Linked DNA regions of Danio rerio: region 2 is linked to region 1. A link is a contact called in public Hi-C data. All regions are on one chromosome and are shown on one strand. Each heading gives the region's core, a stretch centred on a gene start, on an enhancer-like site or on the middle of the called end of the contact. The rest is flanking DNA. Distances are from core to core; before and after follow the strand shown.

The links. Hi-C and Micro-C count contacts between places; a contact is called where the count stands out from the background.
Region 2: a contact with region 1 is called in a Hi-C map of an unstated tissue, with 2.1 times the contacts expected there. The contact joins the enhancer-like site here to the promoter of acer1 in region 1. A contact is called at or near these places in 4 of 18 Hi-C or Micro-C datasets (caudal fin, embryo, hematopoietic stem cells and 1 more).

Annotation. Positions count from the first base shown.
Region 1 is chr8:22,112,034-22,118,771 of GRCz12tu, forward strand. acer1 (alkaline ceramidase 1) reads right to left here and starts at 3,590. Exons shown (of 7, transcript NM_001017603.2): 1 at 3,278-3,590; 2 at 663-784; 3 at 195-309. The coding sequence starts at 755.
Region 2 is chr8:22,266,334-22,272,660 of GRCz12tu, forward strand. zap70 (zeta chain of T cell receptor associated protein kinase 70) reads left to right here. Exons shown (of 13, transcript NM_001020589.1): 2 at 2,054-2,498; 3 at 5,358-5,518; 4 at 5,810-5,948. The coding sequence starts at 2,097. Among named protein-coding and RNA genes, the nearest start is that of zap70, 6.3 kb to the left of the region's middle. Within about 2 kb of position 1,523, at least 4 of the 62 cell types and tissues checked have an H3K27ac peak or open chromatin away from gene starts, as enhancers often do.

The DNA of each region.
Region 1 (6,738 bases), core at 2,340-4,839:
GTCTCATACACATGAATATGATAGTTCTTATTGTTTGCTCAAAGAAACATAAAATATACAGAGGAATAAAATACATTTACAAGAACTGTTTCTTGCCCCTTCTGACCCATAGAGTAGACCTGGATATTAAGCAATGCTGCCCCCTGCTGGATTACTAACAGCACAGCCCTTCTTTGATCCACTGTCACACTTACCTACAAACACCATCATGATCCAGACCAGATGCACAGCCAGGTTCCTTTCCTTGGCATACGGGTGTAGCAGGTACAGCATTATAGGTGAGATCACAAAGAAGATGAAACTGCTCATCTGAAGTGAAAAAAAATGTGAATCAAACACTCAACAACATTTGATATTATAGCAACCATATTGACTTCTGCCCATTTTGTATTGGCTTTTTGAATGAGGTAGGACTATGAGTAAAACCTGATTGGGCTGAATTGGTGCTTATTGTGCAGATGGATAGGTGTAACGTTGCTGAGTCAGTCTCATTAATGTGGGTGTAGTTTCTGGATGAAACCATGGCACTTTTAGCATTATGACATGGAGACTGCAGCAATTAGCATAGTTAGCATGGCCTTGAATGGGATTCCTCTGGTATTATAGCTGCTGGATTGAAACTGTGCTGGAGTGTAAAAAGATTTGTGTTAACATGCTCATACCGTGTTGAAATATTCCACAACATTCTCCGAATGTTTATAGTTGTCCTCACACCAGTCCACCTCAGAGCTCTCGTAGGAAAACACGCCTGCCATTTTGACAAAGGATGGAAATGAGGGGATACCTGAGAAAGGGAGAGAGTGTTTTATAATGATATGTCAAAAATACATCTCTGTGTTGAGAAACAAAACCCTTGCCATGGTGCCAAAGCTTGTTGTCTTTACACAGAGGACTGTTCCGGACTCTATTGTGACACAATGGAGCTACCGAACAAAAGCAAATCTCTACCTTTCTGGAGTCGCTAGTAGATGTGGAGGCACTCAAATCTTATTAAAGGATAATCCAGTCTTTTCTGTCTGTGTGTTTACAGCTTAAGGTGTGGTGACTTTTAACACTTTATGGCATGTTTTTGTAGGTGGAATTCATATGATCAAGTATTTGTTTCTTTACAGAGTTCAAGTCGGTCAAGCTAATTTACTGCATTCCAGTTCAGTGCTTAAAAGAAGTTTATGTGCTAGACAGACATTTGATCTCTGGGACAGTTCACATCAAAATGAACATTTACTCACTATGTACTCACCCTCAAGTGCTTTCAAACCTTTATGAGTTTATTCCTTCTGTTAAACACTGCAGGGCCATTTATATCAAAGTGGATATTTAGCTGCAATGTTGGTGTTTCTTAACATCCAGTTTATATGTAGTGGGTTGTTAGCCCAACGCTCAACCCCCAAATCTGAAGGTCCAGGACAAACACACATACACTACGGCCAATTTAACTTATTCAATTCACCTTCAGCACATGTCTTTGGACTATGAGGGAAACCAGAGCACCTGGAGAAAACCCACGTCAACATGCAAACTCCACAGTGAAAAGTCAACTGGCCCAGCTGGAACTCAAACCAGCGACCTTCTTGCTGCGAGCGCTATTCATTATGCCACCATGTCACCTAATTTCCATTAAACACTAATAAATATGTTTTAAAGAAAGCTGAAAACCTGTAACTGTTGACTTCATTAGTAGAAAATAAAATACTATGGAAGAGAATGGTTACTGGTTTCCAGCGTTCTTCAAAGTAACTTCTTTTGTGACACAAAAAAGTAAATAAATGAATGAGTATATTCAGTTTTGGTTAAACTATCTCTTTAAAATGATTTTAAAAATGCAGAAATAAAAGTTTTTATTCATTATATTTTTTAACAAAATACATGTCTTATATCATCTCTAAAGGGAGGTTCATTCATTTCTGCATAAAAAAAGAAGTGTAAAATCCTGCTGAATGGTTTGCTGAGCACCGTGCTATAAGTCATACATGTTTTCAAAGGGCACTCTACAGAATGTTTTCTATATTGTAAAAAAAATGTAAATCTACACTCACTTCCACCAGAGCAGCTTTTTAAAAATCTTTGTTTCTGTTATTGGTGTCAGTGTGAATGGAAGGACAGCAGAGAAAAATATTATAAAGAAATTGCATGAGTGGCATTTCAGGCATGAAAAGGCGTTTCAGTAAGCAAATGATTTAGTATCAAACAACACACATTTGTCGTCATCTACCGTCAAAGGAATAAGAGAACAAATTATTTCAAGAAAAAAAAAATCGACTCGCTAAAGGATTCAAAATCGTTTTGAATTGAAATTGAACGCTTCTGAAAGGTTCTCTTTACCTCTTTACCAGCAATTGCTTGACAGTGCAACAAAGTTACTTTTGGTGACGGTTATTGTTTCCATTTTCACCACAAAGTCATCTTTATGATCTCATGAGGTTTTCATAGTGATTGTGTGCAAGGTGCGAATTACAGGGGGGTTGGGTCGATTGACCCCCTTAATTAATGCTTGATCCCGCTGAAGCACATCAAAACATGTAGCCTAAGTAATATGTATTCACAAAACACATTTCTTGTAAAATTGGTGTTTATATCTGCATGTAGCCTAAAAAAAGAAACTACTACTGAATAAGTTTAACCCCCCATCAATATATATATATATATATATATATATATATATATATATATATATATATATATATATATATATATATATATATATGTATATATATATATATATATATATGTATATATATATATATATATATATATATATATATATATATATATGTATATATATATATATATATATATATATATATATATATATATATATATATATATATATATATATATATATATATATAATTCGCACACTGATTGTGTGTGCCATATAGTGCAGTACGTTTCAATAAAAAATATATAAATATCCAGCTGACAGTAGTGTACTAAACTACTAACTGTCATAAAGATCACGTGGTTGTTTTAAATCAATACTCTTTCAATCACACATTGTAGATACAATATCACAAACCCAGCAAGATCAAATAACCACCACACATTTAGCGCTGTATCCGCTCTGTGGGCCTATCATTACCCCGCAGAGCACGCATCATTGAGCTGGGAAAAGTGAATCCTCTGGATAATGAATTAATTGGTAGGGGAGCACAGCACAGACTTACAGGGAAAGCAAACAAACACTACCATAAGCGCTAACGATTAACATAACTGTCTTATATAAACGCTCTCTAGTCGATAACAGCCAAAGGATAAAAAGCAGTAGACCTTCTCTTACCTCTGGAAAACGCATCCACCGCCGAGCGCTCCATGTGTCAGGTTTAAGTAGAGGAGAAATGTCCCCGATCCTGTTACTCGGGTCCCGGTCTCTGACATCACCTGTGGAGGGTTCAGGTGAAACCGAGCGAACGGTGGCATTTCTCAATTGAGCCACTGTATCTTGCTGTCAGCTTGCTATGCGGACAGACCAGAATCATGCGGTTTTACATGTGAACGGCTGGCACGAGCCGCGGCACAGGTTTAACAAGCTGAGGTCAAGTTTACCTGCAGCTCACCTGTCGACTCTCTGACGCCATTCGGCCCATTAACCGCGACATTTACCTACAATTTCTCTATTTAATGCATTCGCTAAAATGAAACCACTTCAAATGGAAAGTGTGGGCTTTACAGCACCTCTTACATAAATATTGACCATAGCCATATTTTCCCCAGCTGTTCTCAGAACTGGGAAATTATTTTTTCGAAAATCAAACATTTTAATAGCATTTATTTATTTATTTAGGTTTACAACATTGTATAAAGGTGGGTTATCAATTGTTAAGATGCAAAATCCTCTACCATCTGACATTTTCTTCCAAAATAAGCATTTTCTTAAGCTCCGGTTCAGTAATCTTTACTTTTATGGGTCATTATCACCATAAAGTGCAGAAATCAGTCATAAAGATTGAATCAATCATATTAACATAATGTGAAATAATTAAATTCTGATGTTTTAATATAATTGGTTAAGCCTTTACATATGGAACTAGATCAGTCTCAAAAATAACACATTAAAGAAAGACAATTCATAGCCTATATCCACAGCACAATTCACATTTACAAAGTTGTGTATTTACGAATTGTGTTTTGAACTGACAAACTGGATTTTGTTAATGTGAATTGTGCTGTGGATGTATGAATTGTATTTTATAAATGTATTATTTTTGAGACTGATCTAGTTTCATACTCACACACATGCAGGTAAAATTATAAGTGTTTTGAAATATGTTTTTGTCCATTTTTGCCATATTCTTTCATTAAATGGATGTGACTTTGTCATGTCCCACACTGAACAGCCAACTTCAGTGAGTCTAAAAAGTAGGTAAATTAGATCAAATTAAAAAGATTTTTAAATCTTCTTATTGTTTCTAACAAGTTATTTGATCAGATATGTCATTTTGATAACTTTTATGTTTTGTTTTCATAATATTATTAATCATTTTGCATGTGTTCTTGAAATTGCTTTCCACCCTGTCATGATGTGGTAAATGCCCCCTTATTTACTCATTGGCATCCCCATGCCCATTTTGCCTTTCTTTAGAGGTGGTTAAAACATCTGATGTGCACACAGTGTGCACACTGTAATAAATAATACCCTCTATCTACTCAATAAAATTGAGGTAACAGATTACAAGCAATTTTATAAATTAAATTCAACAAATATGAATTGAGTAACAATTAATTGTTTAATCAATTAAATAAACAAAACTCTCTAAAACTCTCAAAGGCACTTTGTAGTGCTAATAATCCTTATCCTGATAAATACAGTATTTTCATTGCCATAATTTCACCAACTTGTCCTTCACTTCAAAACCTGTTTGTCTTTCTTTTTTCTGTTGAATGGTGTTTTGATGGACGCTGGAAACCTGTAACCATAGACTTCCATAGTATTTGTCTTTCTTTCTGAGGAAGTCTGCTTTCTTTCAGCTTTCTTCAAAATGTCTTTAGCGTTCAACTGAATAAAGAAACTTAAAGATTTGAAAGCACTTGAGGAAGACTAGAGAGTAGATTTCATTTTTTGAGTTAACTATCCCCAGTTCAAAAGAAAATGCCAGATGGCACTTGGAGGACTTTGCATCTGAATTCTTTATATCGTTCCTTAATAATTAATTTAACAATTCACATTTATTTGTTTCGTTTTTTGTTTGTTTTAAACCTGACTTCAGGTCCTCACCATTCATATAAACACAGCCTTTTTCCTATATAGCTCTGATAACATTGTTTGAACATTTCAAATAACATTGATGTCATTTACATCTTTTTGCTTTTTCCTCAAACTAATATGGCAATGTTTTCATCTGTGGAACAGAAAATCTGATTTATAAACTGATTTCTTTACACATCTCAAGTCATTGGCTTTGTGTTGCCTGGAAATAAATAAAAACATCTGAAAACATGACACCTTTTTGTGTATATTTTCGGGTATTTAGTGCAAAACATGCTTTGTTAGTAGTAAATTTCATAATATATTATTTTAATATATGCTAAAATGTACTACAAACACATTGAATTTGATTTAACCTGACAAACACACTAATCAACTTGAACATGACATATGAAATCATGTTTAAAAATATGACAAAATGATCTTGAAGCTCTACAGCAGTGTAGAACAGTAACAACAACAACTGACAGGTATTTTGTTTACCGGTTACTATGGGTAATTTAAGTTGGCCAGTAAAAGACACAAAGACCGGCAGGGAAACATACATTGTACAGTACAAACATTTGAAGGCAGATTAGCATTAAACCTGCTGTGGTTATTCCTCAAAAAGCTCAGATGCAAACACCGGGTTTAAATCTGTATTTGTTTTCACACTCAGCAACATGCTGGACTTTGCATAAATGTTTAGCAAGGAAAATGAGGACTGACTCTCATATTCGCTGGTGTTGTAGTGTCTCTGTGCACCTGTTCAGATGAATTTCAGTCTGAACTCACCTGCTCAACCAGTCCTCCCAGCCGTTTCTGCAGTTCGCCTTTATGTAATACTGGTTAATCACCTCTATTCTGATTCAAATCCAATCCAAACATCACATTAAAAGCATGTACAGAAACAGAAAAGAGGGGAAACGGAAGACAGAAAAATCGTGTTTCCTACATGGTGAAGTTATTTAGGCTGGACTCCAAATTGCTGGAACAACGGGTTTTCTGGCCAAGAGGCAAAGCGAAGTTTTCACAGCCTGGAGGAAATAACTACATACTTCCAATACACATTCGTACTTGATCATGATCTTCAATATCAACAAAGCTTGATCAGAGTGAACTTGATCTGATAAGGAACAATATTCATTTATAGTTCATTATTTGCACATTGTAAATGATGTATTACACATATTTCCATATTTTGTGCATACAGTACTTATGAGACAATATACAACAGAAAACTTGAAATCCAGACTGTCAAGAACACATTTCTCGTCACTTTTCTTTTTTCAAATGATGTTTTAGTACTGTTATCACAGACATCAATTTATATTTTTTACACAGAAAAGAATATAAATTGAACAAAAAATGCAGAAATGTTGCTTTTGCTTACAAACACTTCCTGACAAAAGTCTTGTTGCCTATCCAAGTTTTAGAAACAACAAATAATAACTTGACTTCTAGTTGATCATTTGGTATTAGAAATTGCTTATATGAAAGGCAAAGTCCTATAGATTACGCTTATTTTACCAAAATAAAATATGATCATGCCTTGA
Region 2 (6,327 bases), core at 273-2,772, 150 kb after region 1:
TTGCAAATCCTCACAACGCAAGCAAATAACAAAAACGCCTGCATTTTTCACAACACATGCAAATAGAATGGAACACAATGGAAATGTTTTATGGGGACCCTAAAATGTGATGAACCCAGTTATTTAGGTAATAGTTGTTTAGGCTGATAAAATACAAAAGACTAGGAATAAGAATGTTAAAATAAAATTTTTTAAAAACTCACCTTTCAAAGATCACCCACAATTTCACTGAGCAATAGTGACGGAAATGGTCCCTTGAAACATTTCCGTTGTGTTCTGTTCTATTTGCAAGTGTTGTGAGAAGATGCAGGCATTTTTATGTGTTTGTGTTGTGAGGATTTGCAGCACATGTGCTGTCAAAAGGATGAAGACCTTTGCTATTGCTTTTTTGCAATTGCATGCGTTTTCTTAAAGTGCAGCAGATTGAGCTCCCTCGGCCACCGTACATTTGTAATTTATAAGTTATGATAATCGTAGCCACACACACATATTAATGCGTAAATGTTAAAATTTGGTCTTTTATTTAATTTATAACATCTATTTTTTTTTTCTTCAGATCATAAATTGTACATTGTGTTTTATCCATAAATAAAGTAAATAATAGTAAAATTTCCACAAGGAAATTGTAAAAGTATCAGATTGTCTCATGAGTCTCATGTCTTCCTTCAAACAGAGAACTGTCCTCCAGTGTCTTTGCTGTGGCCTGTGGTGGTTAAAGTCAGGGTGTGTGTGTGTGGCTGTGGCAGGGTCTTGCTTTGTGCTGTATATTCAACAGTTGACGTCCCTTTATGTGTGACGTCCCTCTGTGTCCAGGAAACTGTGGTTTAAATCAAAGCTCTCTATCTAGGGTCCTCCACTTGTTCTTATTCATTGTGATGCATGTGCTGCTCGGCCTGCAAGACATTGTCAGATCATTTGCATAAAAACGATGGAATCTAAAATTCCAGAAAAGCAGTAGGGTTTTTTTTCGCCATCTGTTTTTTGGTAAAACTTTCACTGTGAGGTAAAAACAAGATGCTTAAATGTTTCATCATTGACCTCCTACTCTCAACACAGCCTTAGCATTCAGTCACTGGAAAATGTTCATCACGACATAAAGAAGTTGTTATATGCATTCAAAAATGACACTGTTTTAAGTCAAATTTGGGTTAAATATGGACAAAAAAAAAACTCTTGAATGAAATTTTGGTCACACTTTATGTTAAGGTACATTTTTTTAATTAACAAACCATTAACTAAGACTTTTAGCTACTAGTTTGCTGCTTATTAATAGTTATTAAGGTATTAGTTGGGTTTAGGTGGGGATTAGGGATGTAGAATTACATCCTACAATATAAATCCAAACTGTCAGCCAATATCCAGTGGTTAATAGTGAGAATTGGTATACTTTAACTAAAGTGTTTTAAAATTTTAACCCAACTTTAAAGTTTATCCACATTTATCTAAATTTGGGTTGAAACAAGAAAGCATTTTCTAAAGTGTAGGGACTAATTTTATGGTCCCTCAGTTGCATCTTTGGGCCTTTTTGATATCTACAGCGTTTTTAAACAGCTTCGGTCCCACATGTGCATTTCAACAAAGCATGTGTCTGTTGACAGTCTTAGGAACATTCTTGAAGCATCAGCACCTGCGCAGGGTGGAGGGTTTTCATATAAGAGCTGCATGGCGGGGGCGGAGAAGGATACGTCTGAGCTTCCTGTTGTGGTGATTCAATCCGAATGCGAGACTTTGCCAGTTGCAAAAAAGCAACACTAAAACATCAACTACACCAACCTTTAGGCTACATATTTACTCTACATACATATACATACCATTTCTTCGAATCACATAAGGCCAAATGTTAATATGCTAGGCCCAAAGCTACATTCAATTCCAAATGTAATTGATAAAAGCAGGCAAACAGTGAAAAAAGGAGATGTGCTTTGAGATGGGCGACATCCTCCCACTTCCCACATCAGCAAAAACACATGCTCACAACAGTTTGCCCCATTTTGTTGACGTTATCAGCCGCTTCAATCTGTCTCTCTGCCTGAAAGCATCTCCATTTCCACAGCTCGTGATCTAGTTCGAGTCTTGGACCCCTCGGGACCTCCATCATGACCGAACCTGCCGCCGATCTCCCATTCTTCTATGGCAGCATCAGTCGCTCGGAGGCCGAGGAGCACCTCAAGCTGGCTGGTATGGGAGACGGCCTGTTCCTCCTGCGACAGTGCCTGCGCAGTCTGGGTGGCTATGTGCTGTCTATGATCTGGAACCTGGACTTCTACCATTACTCCATTGAGAAACAGCTCAACGGAACGTATTGTATCGCAGGAGGGAAGCCTCACTGTGGACCAGCGGAGCTCTGTGAATACTACAGCAAAGACCCCGACGGCCTTGTGTGCACCTTGAGGAAGCCCTGTCTGAGATCGCCTGAAACAGAAATCCGGAAAGGCGTCTTCGATAACCTGAGGGACAACATGCTCAGGGAATATGTGCGGCATACCTGGAAACTGGAGGTGAGGAGATCAAAACTGTGGCCAGTGGATTATTCTTATATGTTAAGACTATGTTAGGTTCACCAGGCACTAATCAGTTGTGCAAATCTATGATCTTAAATGTGAGCCTGGACCACAAGTTATTTATTGAGATTTAAACATTATCAAAAAGCTCAATAAACAAACCTTTAATTAATGTAAGGTTTGTTAGGATGTCCGCCAAAATACAATTTGAAAATCTGAACTCTGCGTGTTAAAAAAAAAAACACAATATTGAGGAAAAAGTTTGCTAAAGAAAGTGCTCAGCAATGTACAGTTGAAGTCAGAATTATTAGCCCCCCTTTGATTTTTTTCTTCTTATTTAAATATTTCCCAAATTATGTACAGAGCAAGGCAATTTTCACAGCATGTCTGATAATATTTTTTCTTCTGGAGAAAGTCTTATTTGTTTTATTTTGGCTAGAATAAAAGCAGTTTTTAATTTTTTATGAACCATTTTAAGGTCAATATTATTAGCCCCTAATTATTATTAGTTTTTTCAGACTGTCTACAGAACAAACCATCATTATACAATAACTTGCCTAATTACCCTAACCTGCCTAGTTAACCTAATTAACCTAGTTAAGCCTTTAAAGGTCACTTTAGGCTGTATAGATGTGTTGTGAAAAATTTCTAGTCAAATATTATTTACTGTCATCATGGCAAAGATAAAATAAATCAGTTATTAGAAATGAGTTATTAAAACTATTGTGTTTTGGAAATGTGTTGAACAAATCTGCTCTCTTTTAAAATAAAAAATAAAAATCTCCTTTAAAAATAAACGGGGGTCTAATAATTCTGTCTTCAACTGTATATTACTAACCAAAACCAAAAATTGAGACATTTTGACATATTTACAGTAAGAAACTTTAAAAATCTTTTCCAAAAATATCTCAACTTTTCTGGAACATGATCTTTACCTGGTTTACTCTAATGGTTTTCGGCCTAAACAAAAAATCTATTTTGACCCATTCTATATATCACCGTGTAACATAACACTGGTTTTGTGGTGTAGGGTAACACATAACTGACTTTAAAAAGTTAAGACCAGTTTTAAAGAAGAAAGAAAAATCTTTCTTTAGGAATAGTCAAAGCAGATTGTGCACAAGTTTGATTCTGATTAGTTGACAAACATCTTGAATATTTGGTAACTGTACATATTCGGTATGTACTTACAAAACTCCATAGTTTTGTATGTTTTATGCAAAATACATAATCTGGATATAAGGAAGTTGAAGTTGTTTTTACACAGTCTGTTTTCCGGTATATTTAAAACCTATATGCTTATGCGTAAATGCACTAAAGAGAAAGTTTACACATAAATGAAAATTCTTTCATCTTTTACTCACCCACATATAACTCACTTGTGTGTTTGGCTTTTTATGTGGATCCCTAGATATATTTTGTCTTGATACATTTTAAACTTCCTCTGTGTAGCGTAGCACAAGATATGTGAAGATTTTAGTTTACCATTGACTTCCACTATTGGAACAAAGGACACTAAAAAAGAAAAGAATGGCTGAATTATCTATTCAATCAATCTACGAAATATCTATCTTTTACAAAAATGTGTGCTAGTGTAATTTGGAAAGGATGTTGAATAGAATGGCTTTTGCATGTCATTTTTGAAGTTTAAACAAATTCAGAACTTCAGTGATTTCTCTTAAACTAAAACTATAGATTGCAAAACATTTAAATTATGTTTTCGTATACTCGTGTCATTACAAACCTGTTTTACAGAATGTTCATATGTGGTGGATTGATTGTTTCAATCACAGATTAAGTCCAATAATCAAACCTTTCAATTAAAAATAATGAACATGTATCATCTACTAGGCCCGTAGCCAGGGGGAGTTTGGGGTGTTCAAAAGACTCAACCCCCCTACTGACAAAGTTCAGAATTTGGCTGCTCACTTGTCCTGTTTTTGACAGTTCATAAATCATAAATTGTGAAAATAGTCAATAGAAGAAGGCTTTAAGACTAATTTAATTTTGAATTATTCAAAAGGATAAATTCTGACTGAGGAAATGAGCTGGCCAGTTTGTTATTTGTTTATAGGCTATAGTTTTTAATTTAAAACAAGTTTGAACAGATTGCTAATTGTTTTTTTTTTTTTTTTACGATGGATGATGAGAAATTTGTATTTTAAAAATAAGCATTTTTTATATATCTAATTCATATTTCTTTTTTCATATATATATATATTTTAATTCTGATGTCAATACATAATTTATAAAACTGCAATAACTTACAATGTAAATGCAGATTTGTAAATAAACACCTTGTGGTAAATTAGTATGGTAAGCACTTTAACAAAAATGTAGAAAATATTTTTTGCATCAAAAAGTGTGGTTATGATCACCATCCAAAAAGCTAATCCAGCAAATATTAGTGCTTAAAATGTCACTAAAATGCAGTATTTGAACATCATTGAATTATTATGATGTTAAACATTAATTATGATGTTCAAATACTGCATTTTAGTGACATTTTAAAAATGAAGCAAACAACTGGGTCAAAAAAGTCAGCTTTGAGAAAAAAGAATGACCCCTTTCAATAGGCTGGGCCTGTACTATCAACTTGACATTATGACTTATAAATACATTGACGGATGCAGTATATTCAATACACCAGATGCCTAAATTGACATTGAGACACAAACACTGTTTTGTATAAATGTGAAGGTCTTTTTTCATTGAAGATGTCACTTTAGAAGCCACGCTAAAATGACCTGTTTCCATAAATGGTGCATTTTAAAAATGCATTTGATTGTCATGCTCCAACAGCAAAGAACCCTCGCATATTTTTAACAAGGGGTCACATTTTTGTTACCTTTTTAGGGGGATGCCATGGAGCAAGCCATCATCAGCCAGGCTCCACAGCTAGAGAAACTGATCGCCACCACAGCGCATGAGAAAATGCCCTGGTTCCACGGCAAGATCCCTCGGCAGGAGGGGGAAAGACGACTGTACTCTGGATCTCAGCCGGACGGAAAGTTCCTGTGAGTGAAACCCTCAATTACTCATCAGACGTGACAGTCTTTAAGGTTTCCTTCAGCAGCGGAGTGGAAAATATACATGATGACACATGAGCTGCTTTTAGAGGCAAATCAGACGATAAGTACCGTGGCAAAAATAGAGTTAGGTCTTCAGAAAACAGTAGTTTTATAGTTGTCGTTTTCCCTCATATGCATAGCTAATATAGAAAGGAAAAGCTGCATATTTTATATAAATATAACATAATTTAGGCTCATCAGTAAGGAGATTGCTAATAGTTTGTTGTTTTTTTCCAGAGTTCGAGAGAGAGATGAAATGGGCACCTTTGCACTGTCTGTGACGTATGGAAAAACTGTGTACCATTATCAGATCTTGCGTGACAAATCAGGGAAAATCGCAATGCCAGAAGGAACTAAATTTGACACTGTGTGGCAGGTACGTTTTGCCCATCAAAGAGTCTCTCATCTAATGTAAACCTTTATGAAGACGTAAAAATAAATTCAGGGGTAAAAATGCATTTCGGTGATGTTGGTAGAATGCTAGAGATGGTAACATAATATAATATTAATGTTTACTTTTAAATAATCTACTAATTTATTATTTAATTGTTACCTTAAGAAAAAAAGGTGTTTTGATGGTCTGTTTGTTGAATTTAAGTTACATTGCATCTACATGCCAACTAATTCTCATTAGATTAAAAGTAGACTGACTGTTAGGGGTAAGGTTGCTGTGAAGGTTGACATGTACTAGCAAAATTTCTTATAGTCAGTTAAATGTCTGTTGAAGGAGCAGTATCAACAGATATTACCAACAA